Regions from separate parts of the Gadus morhua genome. Here region 1 is linked to region 2. The links are chromatin contacts, called in public Hi-C maps. All regions are on one chromosome and are shown on one strand. The core of a region is the stretch at or near the end of the contact, and the rest is flanking DNA. Distances in the headings are between cores, read along the strand shown.

What was found. A called contact is a pair of places that touch in the nucleus more often than the background predicts.
Region 1: a contact with region 2 is called in a Hi-C map of blood, with 4 times the contacts expected there. The contact joins the promoter of cyld here to the promoter of adcy7 in region 2. A contact is called at or near these places in 2 of 6 Hi-C or Micro-C datasets (blood and gill).

What each region holds. Positions count from the first base shown.
Region 1 is chr14:24,964,583-24,971,375 of gadMor3.0, reverse strand. cyld (cylindromatosis (turban tumor syndrome)) reads right to left here and starts at 3,751. Exons shown (of 16, transcript XM_030377154.1): 1 at 3,260-3,751; 2 at 1,927-2,235; 3 at 885-990. The coding sequence starts at 3,751.
Region 2 is chr14:24,799,913-24,806,362 of gadMor3.0, reverse strand. It overlaps adcy7 (adenylate cyclase 7), which reads right to left and starts at 2,738. Exons shown (of 27, transcript XM_030377798.1): 1 at 2,557-2,738. It overlaps tent4b (terminal nucleotidyltransferase 4B), which reads right to left. Exons shown (of 12, transcript XM_030377802.1): 12 at 2,874-5,205. The coding sequence ends at 5,059.

The sequences.
Region 1 (6,793 bases), core at 2,502-5,001, 160 kb before region 2:
CGTGCATCCAAGTTTTGCTTTGCAAATAGGCTACTATAGCATATCGGATTATAAAAAAAAAAGTGTATGTTTTGTCATGTAGGCTATAGACTGATTGCTTGCATCCATGAAATATTGTAATGTGATAAGACTACTGCATATTGAGAAAATTTAGATCGGTATTGAGCAACAATCTGGGGTTGGGGGACCCCCCCCGAATATTGAAGGGTATTTCGCACACTGGATATATGCATTGTTGTTTCTAGTCTTAATATAAGGGGCGCAAGTTTGCAGTTTTCCGCACTGTTCTCTCTTAATTAAGACACACGTACAGTCAGCTGAACACACAAGTTATATCTGTAATGATGACACTGAAGTTGGTGCAAATTGGCAAGGGTTACAAAAAATGTCAATCAAAAAATAAAATACACTCATTAAACAATAATGGAGCACTATAGTATCCACTCGGTCCCCGACCTCTTCAATAAACAAGGACAAGGGGACTTAAGGGAAGTCCAAAAAACGGCCCAAAACAAAAAGCTTTCTTTGGGTTTGATTTCCTCCTTGTGCGCCGTAAGAGAGGAGAGGCCGAGGCAAACATAAACAAATCAATACGCCAATGCAAGCAGAACAAAGAGCCTCAGAGCCGCTCTCTTGACTTAAAAAAAAAAAAAACACACATGCCAGCGAGGGGCCATCATGGCCACAAAGGGGCCACTGTTCCCTCGCTGGCTGCGCAAACGCAAAACCCCCCGCGCCGCCGCTTGCTCCGGCCCCGGCCCTGGCGCCGCCGCCGCCGTAAAGGCTCCTACCGGTGCCAAAGGCTCATGATTAGACATGTTCCATGTCAAATCACGAGCCATCGATGCCGATAGGCTGCTGATAGAAAACGCTGGTTGGCTCACCTGGCATCACGTCACAGATGGGCACCAGGAGGGTGTGCTCCAGGCTGGCGAAGTTACACAGCAGCTTCCCCTTAAACACGCCGTCCCAGTCCCCGATGGGATTGTCCTGAAACAGCATGCGACACCTTTAAGACCCGCGGCGGCCGGTCAGCATCTCGCAGGAACACCATGCCATTTGGGTTAGATCCCAACCCGGAATAACGAACAAGAAATCGACGACAAAACGACTGAATCCAACTAGAAAACGCAGTGTAAACATAAATAACCGCAGCTGGAGCGAGCTCCGCTCTAAAACACATCCCACTGAGGTTCTCTTGTCAACGCTGCTGTGCTGTGCTGTGAGCCCTCTCTACGGTCAGGGCGGTCTAACGGAGTACGGTTGGTGGTGCCACTATCAGGCAGAGGCAGCAGGGAGAGGCTGGGAGCAGAGAGGGAGGCAGAGCAGTGGGCTACTCCTCGCCTCGCTGCTGGCCTTCTGCCACACTGTTGGGTCATAGCTAGCGCTGAGACTACACCTCACACTGCGCGTGACTCTCCTTTCTCTGGATGGCTGCGATGTAATGAGAAGGCTGCTGCTGCTGCTGCTGCTGCTGCTGTTGTTATTGTTGTTGCTATTGCTACGGCTCACTATCATCAGTCTCCGTCAAATGCCTCGGCGTGCGTTTGCCTCCTCCGATGGCTACGTTCCCGAGCCCTATTGGAACGGTTGACTGCAGACATTAGCATCTCACAAACACAAACAGAAGCAGAAGAAGAGCCTAGAAGAGCGGGTTACCGCTCTTCAGAAAACTGGGATCTGTAAACAGGACAGGGGTTTCCCTGACCAACATATTTAAGGATTTTTACATTAACATATTCTACGTATATTCCGGCTTTGGTAATAAAAAAAAAAATCGATAGCTTCCCAAAGGTCAGGAAATTCGTTTTGCACAGCTGTGGGAGCCATTAAGTTGCATATTTAATTGATGGCTTCATCACTTCAGCATAACCAGCTGCATTAGCCACAACTCTTCCATCGCTTACTGCAGCTCCGCTCTCTTACCATGTCGACGCCCACATAGTAGCCCAGGCTTTCGTTGTCAGGCAACAGGTCGCAGAAGATGATGGTGCCCCTCTCGGGCCCCTCTCTGGTCTGCACCAGGACCCTGGAGTTGATGTCCAGGGGCGGGTAGTCTTGCTCCTCCTCCACCAGGGCGACGTGGTCCACCTCCAGCTCGCCGTGCTCCTCCTCCTCGTCCTCCCACAGCTCCAGCTTGTCCAGGGCCACGAACACGCCGCACTCATCCTCACAGCGGAACAGCTGACGGCCCTGGTAGGAGCCCTCCGTGAAGCCCTGGCCACGCCCTTCCTCCTGGGGCAGGATGAACGAGGACAGGGAGGAGGGGAGGGGGAGAGGGAGAGTCGGACGCAGGATGCCAGGAGAGGGAGATGGGGTGGGCGGGAGAGAGGGGGAGTGAGGAAGAGAGGGAGAGAGAGAGGGAAGGGGACGCAGCCAGCCAGGAGATGTAAATATTATCGTTGTAGAAGAGCAAGAGGTCTAAGTTAGGATGCTTGGTCAGCGCTCTGCAGGAGAATCATCAGATTACAGGGGGCTTCTGATTGATTGCTGCAGTGGGCCTGTAAAAAAGTATATACCTTCTGCCAATGAGTTGCAGAATCTTATATGCAAGTAATATATGCAACATGATCCAATAGTCTCATTCAGAGATGAACACAAAGATGCATTTGGAAGGATAGGACAACTTAATAAAAAGCTTGCTTGCTGATGAGGGAATAACATAACTCGATATTTAATGTATTGTTAAGCGCTACACTGAGGGGCTACTGAGACTGGATGCACCAAACACTGAAGGAATGTACACCGAGTGACGGTCAGAATGTCTGTCCCCGGTCGGTCAGTATTGGCAGCCCACGGTGGGGACTGTGGATAAATGCAGCGTTGTGTTGTGAATGAGAAGCCCTTTGTGTGTGACTATGTTCCCCACGTTGTCACAGAAGATGCTGCATGGCAGAGGACAACCGCAAGACGGGTAGGTGGGCTGGCATTTGATTTTACGACGTAATTACCCAAAGGCGGGCTGTTCTACTTATCGTGTCAGGGGGGACACCAGTGCCTGGTTGAAGTCGTTATTTTGTATCTCTAGTTCTAGTCAAAATCATAAAAATAAATAAAAAAGGATATACATAAAATGATTTAATACATTAAATCATTTTATTCTAATTCTAATATTATTTTAGAAAGGACGTTTGTAAAATGTCTGTCTGATTTGAAAACCTAAAAGGTTTTGGTGGGTGTGGAGTCCCTTCCGTTGGAACCCAAACACTGAATAGGCCGCCCTCGGACCGACCACCCCCAGACGTCGCCCCGTTCTCACCAGCAGCTCCACTCCGAACCAGACCCCCGAGATGGCGCGGTCGGGCAGCAGCGAGCCCTTGAAGCGCACCACCCCGGGCAGCGGCTCGTCGCCGGAGCGCAGCAGAACGTGCACCTTCGAGCCGCAGTCGATGATGCGGGCGCGCTCCAGCCGCGGGTTGTTGCACAGCAGGGCGTAGCGCTCTTCGCAGTTGGTGATGGGGAACAGCATCTCTGCCAGCTTCTCGTCCAGCTCCAGGACGTCCCGCTCGTCCAGGCTGAGCACCACGTTGGTCTGGTCCAAGATGCGCAGGCTCCTCTTGCCCTTGCTGGGGGGTAGCGTGCGGCCCAGGTTGTTGCGCTCCTGGCAGGCCTGCCCCAGGCTGCCACGGGGGATGCGCAGGGTCTTCTGCGGAGGCTTCTCCACCACGCACTCCGTCACCACCATGTAGAAGCGCCAGTCCTCCCTGAAGCCCGCGCTGGGCTTCTCCTGGCTCCACAGGGCAGAGCTCATGGCTGCATGCTCCACGTCGGGTCTAACGCCGTGGGCGAGCCTGGCCGGGGGTCTGCAGGGAGGGGAAACCCTTTAAAATCGGTCGTAAACTTTACTGCCGTTTTTTGGCTTTTGTTTTGTTTGTAAAGGCTTCAGGCCAAAGCACACAATACCCTACATCAACACTAGGATTGTTGTTGGACTAATATTTAAATCACTTTTGATTAAAAAAAAAATGGTCTGCTAAATAACATAATGCAACGGTAGGCAACTTGATTAAGTAGGTGCACAGTGAGCAGCAGCAGATGTATTGCCGTGCCTACTCTACTGCCCAGACTAGCGTTAATACACTGAGACTTTCAGTCCCAAGCTGTTGTCTTCCTTCTACCCGGAGCTCAATCGATACCCACATCCTATCAGCCATTTGCCGATTACCTACCTGTTACATATCTATGTTTTTATCCCCTTTTGCCAGAACAGCACTGAACATTAACTGCCACGTTAAACATTAAAAACATTGTATGGTCATTGTCAACGTTAATTCCAAAACAAGAAAAGTATCTTTGTTGTAACCATGACCTCCAGCATAAGGTCATTAAGGAACTGCTCTGCAACACTAACAAATGAAATAATTTATTTAGCACTAGGCCGATATCCAATGACAGGATGAGGGACAAAAGAATGAAGGTCTCGATGCTTGCTTCCACTTCCAGAATGTACTATCACTGCATAAAAAAGGACCACTACATAGGCGTATATTTGGCATGTACATCAGGGGGGCATCTCCCTCAGATATGATGAGTATGCTTGTTTTCATGAACACTATTTTGACTTGTATGCTGTGTTTGTATTCTGTTATCTCTTTCTCAAATTACCTCGGGATACGACAGCAATAGCAAAGGCAACTATCTTCCCCGGGATCAATAAAGAATTGTGAGTGATACCTCGGATACAGGTTGCTGTGGTGACGGTGGTGATGGGACCACCCCTATGATGACATAGGTTATATGGGTACAATCTAAACCTGGCATGAGCGGCATCACACAGCTTGCTTGGTTTCGGTATGAAAATAAGGGCAGGGACCAGATATTGAGGTAAACAATTACCTTGTTCGACCAGCCATACCAAGAACGATAGTGGTGTAAATAAACACACACACACACACACACACACACACAGATAGATATACAGCATCAAAGCTGGGTCAATGGCTGCCCCAAAGTGAGGGAAGACGGTCCACCATTTACATTATAATGAGCTGCGTTGCCTTCAGCGCCTCATCTCAACAACGAACATGCAAAAGGTGTCAACGTCCCCACTGACAGCCATCACAACAATGTCATCTGCTGCAGGATGCCAGCTGTGGCCTTCCAGGGCATAAGGGCAGCTAGCTAAACATTAACACGTTATGACACTCACGTCAGAGCCGCATCTCACTCACCTTACGCGGGGTTCAGTTCAGACACACGTCAGGAGCCGCCGCAGTGTGCATGGTGCGTGGATCATCCCCGCCGGTGTCACGCCGAACAACCCGTCTCACGTTAGATGGTGCTGGTGGTTAGCTGACAGGCTAGCTAGCAGCTACACTTGTACAAAGTAGCAATAGTAGGCTAGCGAAAGGCTAGCGAGCGGCTAAATACACACACACAAACTGTAGCGGGTTAGCTCCAGTAGGCTAGCTCCGGAACGGTATCTCCAGTAGGCTAGCTTCAGCCGCCTAGCTTCAGACGCCTAGCTCCAGCAGGCTAGCACCAGACTGGCGGATCCGCCGTATGCGGGCAGGCTCGCCTCCCGATAGAGACACATATGACCCCACATCAGGCAGAACGTGCACCAAACGACATGTGGATCGATCCACGGTGGACGGGGTACAGAGGACGACCTGACAGGATCTCAGAGGGACGTTGTGGGGCTCGTCACTCACGCCTCTGTGCTGTGCCCGGGCTGGCCGTCGGAGCGCGTCTGTGACTACGCACCACCACGGGGGTTTCCCAGTCTGCGCTGAGATGGCGAGCTGGTTGAGTGCGTTAAACGTCAACGCCGGGGCTTTTTAGGCATTGATCACATGTTTTGCATGTGCCATACTGGTGTGATATGGGAACTCCACCACCAGTTCCACTGTATTTGTAGGCGCATTATGTGTGTGAGGGAAAAGTGAAGGGTACTTTTCAGTGTGTGTGTTCGAGTCACTTGTCGGCGGAACAATGTGTTGATTGGTAGTATTGATCATACTGGGGTCATGGATGCTATCTAATGTGTCAACAAACAACTCTGTCATGGAGGTTCAAGAAGTTGAATCTTATTGTAGAAACTCCTGGTAATACTCTATGGCCTGTGTGATACTACGTAACGGAGATGGGTATATGATGGAAAAACACAGGGTTTCATCACTAGAAGCCCCGCACCGTCTTCTCGCGCTGTCTGAAATGTAAAGCGCACACTAGGAGGACCAGTGATGCGGTTGCCAGGAGCAACGCGGTGGTCCAGCTGGGATCTCTGCTCTGCTGCCTCTCCTCCGGGGTTATTGTAAAAGCAGCAAGGGAGAAACACTAAACTAAGTTGTATTTATTGATTATTGTATCAGATGTCTCAACGTCCTAGTTTGTGCTGTTATCTCGGTCTATGTGCAACCGTCAGCGCTTACGTTTTACCCTGGCCTGTTGGTGAAAATGTAATATCGGTCTAATGGCAGAAAATGCCTATGGCCAAAAGGCTGCAGTTCTGAGCCACAACCACTAGATAGAGCTATTGCCTTAACGCAGGGTGAGATATTGGCGTCAGATTAATGGAACATAAAACATCTATTAAAAAACATTAGGACCTTATTATTGAAAACCAATACATTTTGTTAAGTAGTTTAAATGTGTAGCTTTGCTGAAACATCATACTTACAAGTGATTAAAGGACCCCTCAAGACCTGTTGCGGTGGTTTGGCTGAGAGAGTGTAGTCTTAAGACCTTGGCTTGCTTGACTAAGAACCTTATTTTCTTATTTTGCCTTAATCTTTATTTTTTAAGTATTTGGTTTACTCTGTTATGGTACCAGGGTTGTTAATAGATGAAG
Region 2 (6,450 bases), core at 1,489-3,988:
GGCAAAATAATCACTTGTCCTTTTTGTCCCAATTGTGAAGCCTTACATGAAACCTGGTGTTGAATGCAGAATCAGGAACTTGCAGCTTTATATTGCAGGCTGGTAGGCTCACTGGGGAGTTCCCCAGAGAGCTTCAGTTACCAGAATAAAAGCCACTGTGATCATTCAGCAGATGTTGTTCACGGCATTCAAAAAAAGTATTTAATTTCAGCCTAATACGTTGTTAGTTTCATTATTAAAAAAAACTCCCTTTCAATTAAAAAAAGAATAATATTTGTAATTTAATTTCCCATTGATAAGAGAATCGGCTGACAATATTGTCCAGGATTTACAGTCAATTTCCCACACCTAACGTTTATAATTTGGTATATAGTTGACGTCATAGGCCTAATCATTATTTGCATGCATCTAAAATACGTTCAAACTCATCCCAGTACATATTTCTTCATGTATGGATGACGTGATGGAAAATTAAAGCTGCAACCTGGAACCGGTTGTTAAGGGATGCAACCCAAAACACCAATGACACTTGTGAAGCACCATGGCATTACTTCAGCTCATGGAGGCGCGCGCTCTCGCTCTCGCTCTCTCTCTCTCTCTCTCTCTCTCTCTCTCTCTCTCTCTCTCTCTCTCTCTCTCTCTCTCTCTCTCTCTCTCTCTCTCTCTCTCTCTCTCTCTCTCTCTCTCTCTCTCTCTCTCTCTCTCTCTCTCTCTCTCTAACTGTAAAATCCATAAAACAAATCAACACCTAAGCTGACACAAAGACACAACTGATGATTGCACATCAACAGACCTTTGAAGTGGCTTTAGGATTTGCCCTTTGGGAGAGTTATTTTGAGGGGTTTGACAAGTATGAAATTTGTCAATCATACCAAATATATAATTTGCCAATGAATATAGTTTTCAATTTGTTGGGTTCAGCTGGTTGTTGAACACCGATTTCTGAACGTCGCTTGGCTACATAATACTTAAGTATTTGCTGTATAAGCAGTTCCACTTGAACTTTTGGACTTAAGTAAATTGGACAGTTAAGATGTCGATTTGGAGGTGAGTCTCAGTAAAGACAAAACATAGCATTGCTTTTGGCCCACTTATGAGTTCTCAAAGGGCTTCAGTTTTTGTTTTTTACTATTGATAAATCAGTTAGTTTTAATCATATTCAATGAACAAACAGAGAGAACAAAACACACTAAATTCGAAAAAAAATAGTTAGGGACTGCCCTACTGGTCAGCTACAAAAGTCTGCCAAACACAAAAACATTGCACAAATCTGCTGATCCATGACCATGGTTTGGCCCCCGATGAAAGCTGCCTCCAACCATGATTCGTTCAACTGACAGTAGGGCCAATGTATTCCAATTGATACACACACAGATGCACACAAAAACTCGCAATACAAGACAAATCTGACGGTTTGACTCACTTTCATGTTTGCATCTCTGTCACAGTTCTAAATGTGCCATGACAGTTCGTGTTGACATGCTTTGACCACAGGGTCCGAGGGACGCAAAAACAAATAATGAGATTTGGAATGATTTTCACTGAGGTAGGAATGAAATGGTAAAAGTGATGTAACCAACCGAATGCTGATCACACCCACGCTCACATATGCGATCACCTGTGTAATGCGTGTGTACAGATGGAAAATTCTCAACAATTGATGGAAGCAAAAGCAAAGCTTACGACACCTCGTTGAGACACCGTTTGCAGGCTGCATTCCCTTCAGAAGCACTAATTTGCGCATGCAAATACCGCAGAGTAGGGTTTATCCTGCTAAACTTGAACAGAATTACTTCAAATATATATAAAATAGTAGGCCTATAGGTCTTTCCGGCACATTTTCCATTTCCCTTGAGCAATTTGCAACTGAAATGTTTGATGGCCAAGGGAATCAACAGGCAATCAGAAGGGAATGCGATGCGCATGTTATGGGATGGAGAAACGGAGCTGTTCTCTGGCATTAGTGAATAAAAACACATTTTAGCTGACAGTCGCGGACTAACGCGAAAGTCAATGTACTCAAAAGTAGGCGACAAAAAAAGCTACTTTATCCAAAAAAGGGTGGAATGGTCTCTCCAAAGCTACAGCTAGAACATGCCAAGTGTCAGTCCATGGAGTAAGGTTATAGCCTCATGCATCACAACGTGGAGCAGTCATTCTGGTCACCAGTCTGCCCGGACCATGGGCAGAAGTTGATCGACGTGAAAGAAAAGGTCTCCTGAGCATCCGGAACATATACTGAAACATGTTTTAATAAAGTGAAGTGAAGAAAGCCCCAAATTTGACACCAGTCAGCCTACCTCGCATTTGCACCGACCGACCCCAGAAACACAGTAGAAAATGCACCCTAAAACCCGAACCTCGCCTCGAACGTTTCGTTACGCGGAACTTTAACGTTCCGAATTCTTTAGCCTGCATAGTTCAGCCCGTTTCGAACCCATCCAACAGATATATGATGCTACCTAAACATTTCGGATGGATGTGTTCACTTAATGGACGAAACGACACTTTATAACAATAATCCTAAGTAGAAATAAACGGCAGGGGAGAACTCACCTCATTCGTCGACGTGCATGATTAATAGATGACATTAAAGCAGGATATTCAATAGATCGCTTCCTCTGTCTCAACGCGCCGCTTCACGCGTGGCTACGGCAGTCCTCTCCAGGCGTCACTTCGTGCGCTCTGGCAGCGCGCCTCTCAAAGCGTTGCTGCGTGCGCTCTGGCGGCGCACCTCTGCGTTACAACGCGGAAAGCGGAAAGCGTGTTCATTCTTCTCCTCGTGGTGTGCGTGAAGAAGTGCCAGCGTGTCCGCCCACCTGTGTAGAGTCGGAAGAGCTCTTTCCCAAACACCAAGAAACCGACACTTCGGACTGTTTAGTTGTACTGTGGTTTTTATTGCATGTACTGTAATAGCTGCAGAGAAATGACGTTTGGGATGAGCACAGTTTAGTGAGAAGAACCTGCAGTGAGGAGGGTCGATGGACATTATTCCGATGGCACTACTGACACGTTTACATTCTGTTGTCCGCCGTTTTCAGACAAGCACTTATATACTGCATTTGGAGAAGGCGTCTGGAAATGCGACGGGCGACATCAATGAATGGTTCAACATCAAACACGTAGATTTATTCACTTGGACAAGAGTCGTCCTATCAAAAAACGCGTAAAATGTTTGGAGTTGTGATTCAAACTGTAGCGGTTGTGTTTCTGCAAGGGCCGTGCTCTTTTAATATCATCATGGGTTGTGGCGGACGTTAAATAGTGTTGAGGGTCAAGTGACTGCAGAAATGTTATTGCTGGTAATCTGTGTGTGGTAGAGAGCTGTTGCGTTTGGTGTTGGAAAAAAACATCCAAGCGGCTGCCGTGTGCTTATTCGATATTTCCCAATGCAAGCATGTCACTGACCGGGTGTTCTACATATGGTTTTCAATTGATAGTGGGCTATTCCTTCAAGTCACCCATAGGTGGGGGGCCGTCCAAATGCAGTATACGAGCGCCAACTCTGTAAGGATAAGACTTGAGCGATAACCCCATCTACAGGTTACTTGCAGAACTGCAAAACATCAGGGGGTCCCCCAAGGCGGGATTAATTTCAATAAACAAAACAAAACAAAAAAATTATAATCGAAACTCCCTTTGAATTTAACACCCCAGCCATGTAACACATTACACTTTCCGACTTGCAAAAATGGTCTCATATAATTTCTAGGTAACTTGGTCACTCAACTATTACCGAAAGAAAAAAAGGCAATGAAATGACATAACCGTGACATTTTAACTGTACCTGATAAATTGTATTTCCCCCCCCAATATCTCTTCCTAGCTAAACATAAGGACACAAAAGATACAGGCTCCAAAGTTAATACACATCTTATCCATACTATGTCCATATAATAAAAAAATAAATAAATTTAAGAAATAAAATGATTTTTGTAGAAGGTAAATCACTAAGCCAACGAATTACCTCCCACAGATTGATTGCTAACAAGAGTGGGTTTTCTTTTCTTCAAGTGTAGGATTTGATTTTTGCCATAAAAACCATCGTCACCCCCTTACTAATTTATACCTATACTCTAGGCTCTTAACTAGCACGGCTGTGCTATCGGTACACAGGATTAATCTCCATCCAGCCATCCGTAGTGACATGTATTCAGTAGGTGTTCAGTAGGCTAACCGCTAGCGCCACCGTGCTCGGAGTGAGTAGACTGATGCTGATGATGTATGTTGGCAATGAGTCCCAGAACCCAGCTCCTTGGCCTCCCATAAAGAACAGCTAGGAGGGGAAAGTACACGTCTACACGTCTCAAACTGTTATATCTGGTAAAAAGAGAATAGGAAACAATTTATGATTGTTTTTTTGGTTTTGTCCGTTTTTTTTTGCAATGGCATTTTTAACCTTTTTATGTATTTTTTTTGTAAAAATCTCTGTATAATCTGTCGAGACATAACAAAAAACAGACCAACCACCAGCAAAAGAGAACTGTCATGCATAAGTTATTTCCTCACTCGTAATGGATTGCATTTTTTAAGGGTCACCATAAAAAAAGGAAATCAGTGTACATTTTTTTTGTTTGGGTTTCCTCCCGTTCTTCAACATTTTTAGTCTTTTCCATCAATTTGTAAATGTATCGTTCTCGCTGAGAAGCGGTGTTGCCTCCAGCCCCAGGCTTTGTACTCCATGGCAGACCCTCGACACCTGCCATTTGTCCTCCCGTACACAAGGGGGCAATAAGACAGTTCCAGTGAGCGCCGCCTGCGGGGTAGAAACCCCTCCACGAGAAGCCTGACGACAGCGGCTAACACGCAAATATCCTTCATGATTCAATCCGGGTCCAAGAACCGAAGCCCCATTTCCTATAATTATTTATTTTTTTGTTCTTTTTTTTGTTCCTGCTATAAAACGCTTGCGTGTGCCCGGCAAAAAAATCTTGAGTGTAAGACAGAGATTCTACACCAAGAACCTCCCAAGGCTGGAGTCTGGCAGCAGAAGTAGGACGAGTCCCGTCCCTGGGGTCCTTAGCAGAGGGGGGAGCACGGGCACGCCGCGGCCACCCACTATCTGCAAGGGTCCTCCTGGGTGGACTCCCTCACATTTTTCCTCTTCTTGCCGTTGCCCTGGTGGTGTGGCTTGTTGCCCTGATGGCTCTTCCCCCCTGAGGACGAGCTCTGCTGGTCGGCCTTATGGGAGCGGGACGGCCGGGTCTGAGGAGGGAACAGACAGAAGGCGCGGTTCAGAACTGGGAACACACACACCTTCCTGCTAGGGCTGCTTGATTATGGGAAAATATCCCTGAATCACAATTATTTTGGTCAATATTGAAGTCACGATTACAACATGCATTTCTTCAGCATTTCTCTCCAAAAAAAACACTTTGTAACAGAACTTGAAAAATCCCCCCTTAAAACACACAAAATGTTAAAATAGAAAATACGAAATTTCATTCAATTCATATTTATTCAAATTTATAAAAGATAAAATACATTTGAACTTGATTATATTAGTTCGGAGATCGTTTGACCCAAAAAATCGAAATCGCAATCAACATTTTGATTAATCTCACAGCCCTACATCACGCAAACTGATCTCGGTCGGCTCTGCGTTCTTCTACTATGGAGAAACATTGATGAATTGGAATGACATTGCCTCAACCCAACATAGAGAGATGATGACTGTATATATTGATTCATTGTTGATTAAAGATCATATATATTCAACTGGTGCCTGTTTAGAAGCCTGTTTGTGCAGCCTATGAATCTCTATAGGTCAGGATTAGCATGAAAGCTTTCCCGCAAAAGGTCAGTGGGATTACAATGGAATTACATGGAAGCAACTTCACTTTGAGCAGACTTTACTCAGACACCAACCAAGACACAATCATGTCCGTCTGAATAAGATGGTCAATTTACTTTGGACTCAAGAGAATGAGCTTGACTAGGGTTTTGGACATTTTCTTTCAGCAAAACAGTATGGGAGAGCATCTTATAATGTGTTTCGTGCCAGGGGCTGCAATGCTCTCTCCAGGTGGAAGCAATGATGTGCAAATATATTCTCCTTATATTCTTGTTTCATACATAATAAACCCATTAACAAATCCAGCATAAGGCTACTAGGCATGTTGGAGTAATAGACCAGCATTTAATTATGACCTTCAGATCATAAGCTTACTGTTCATGACTGTTAGCATGCTAGGCCTGTAGACATAAAGGAGTTATTAAATCAGCATTGTACATGGATTAGCATTATATCGCTGGCCTCAGAAAGGGTGATTCTGACTAGCAGTTTCTCCAGGAATTGGAGCCACCAAGCCAGCTCGAGAACAGCCATAGACTTGTATTTATCCGAATTCTACATCTATCCCAATATAATTTTAGAAATAATTTTACCTTGCTTATTACCTGTTTTTACAGTCACGTAAGAAGCTCTTTAAACCTCTCTTTAATCAATAT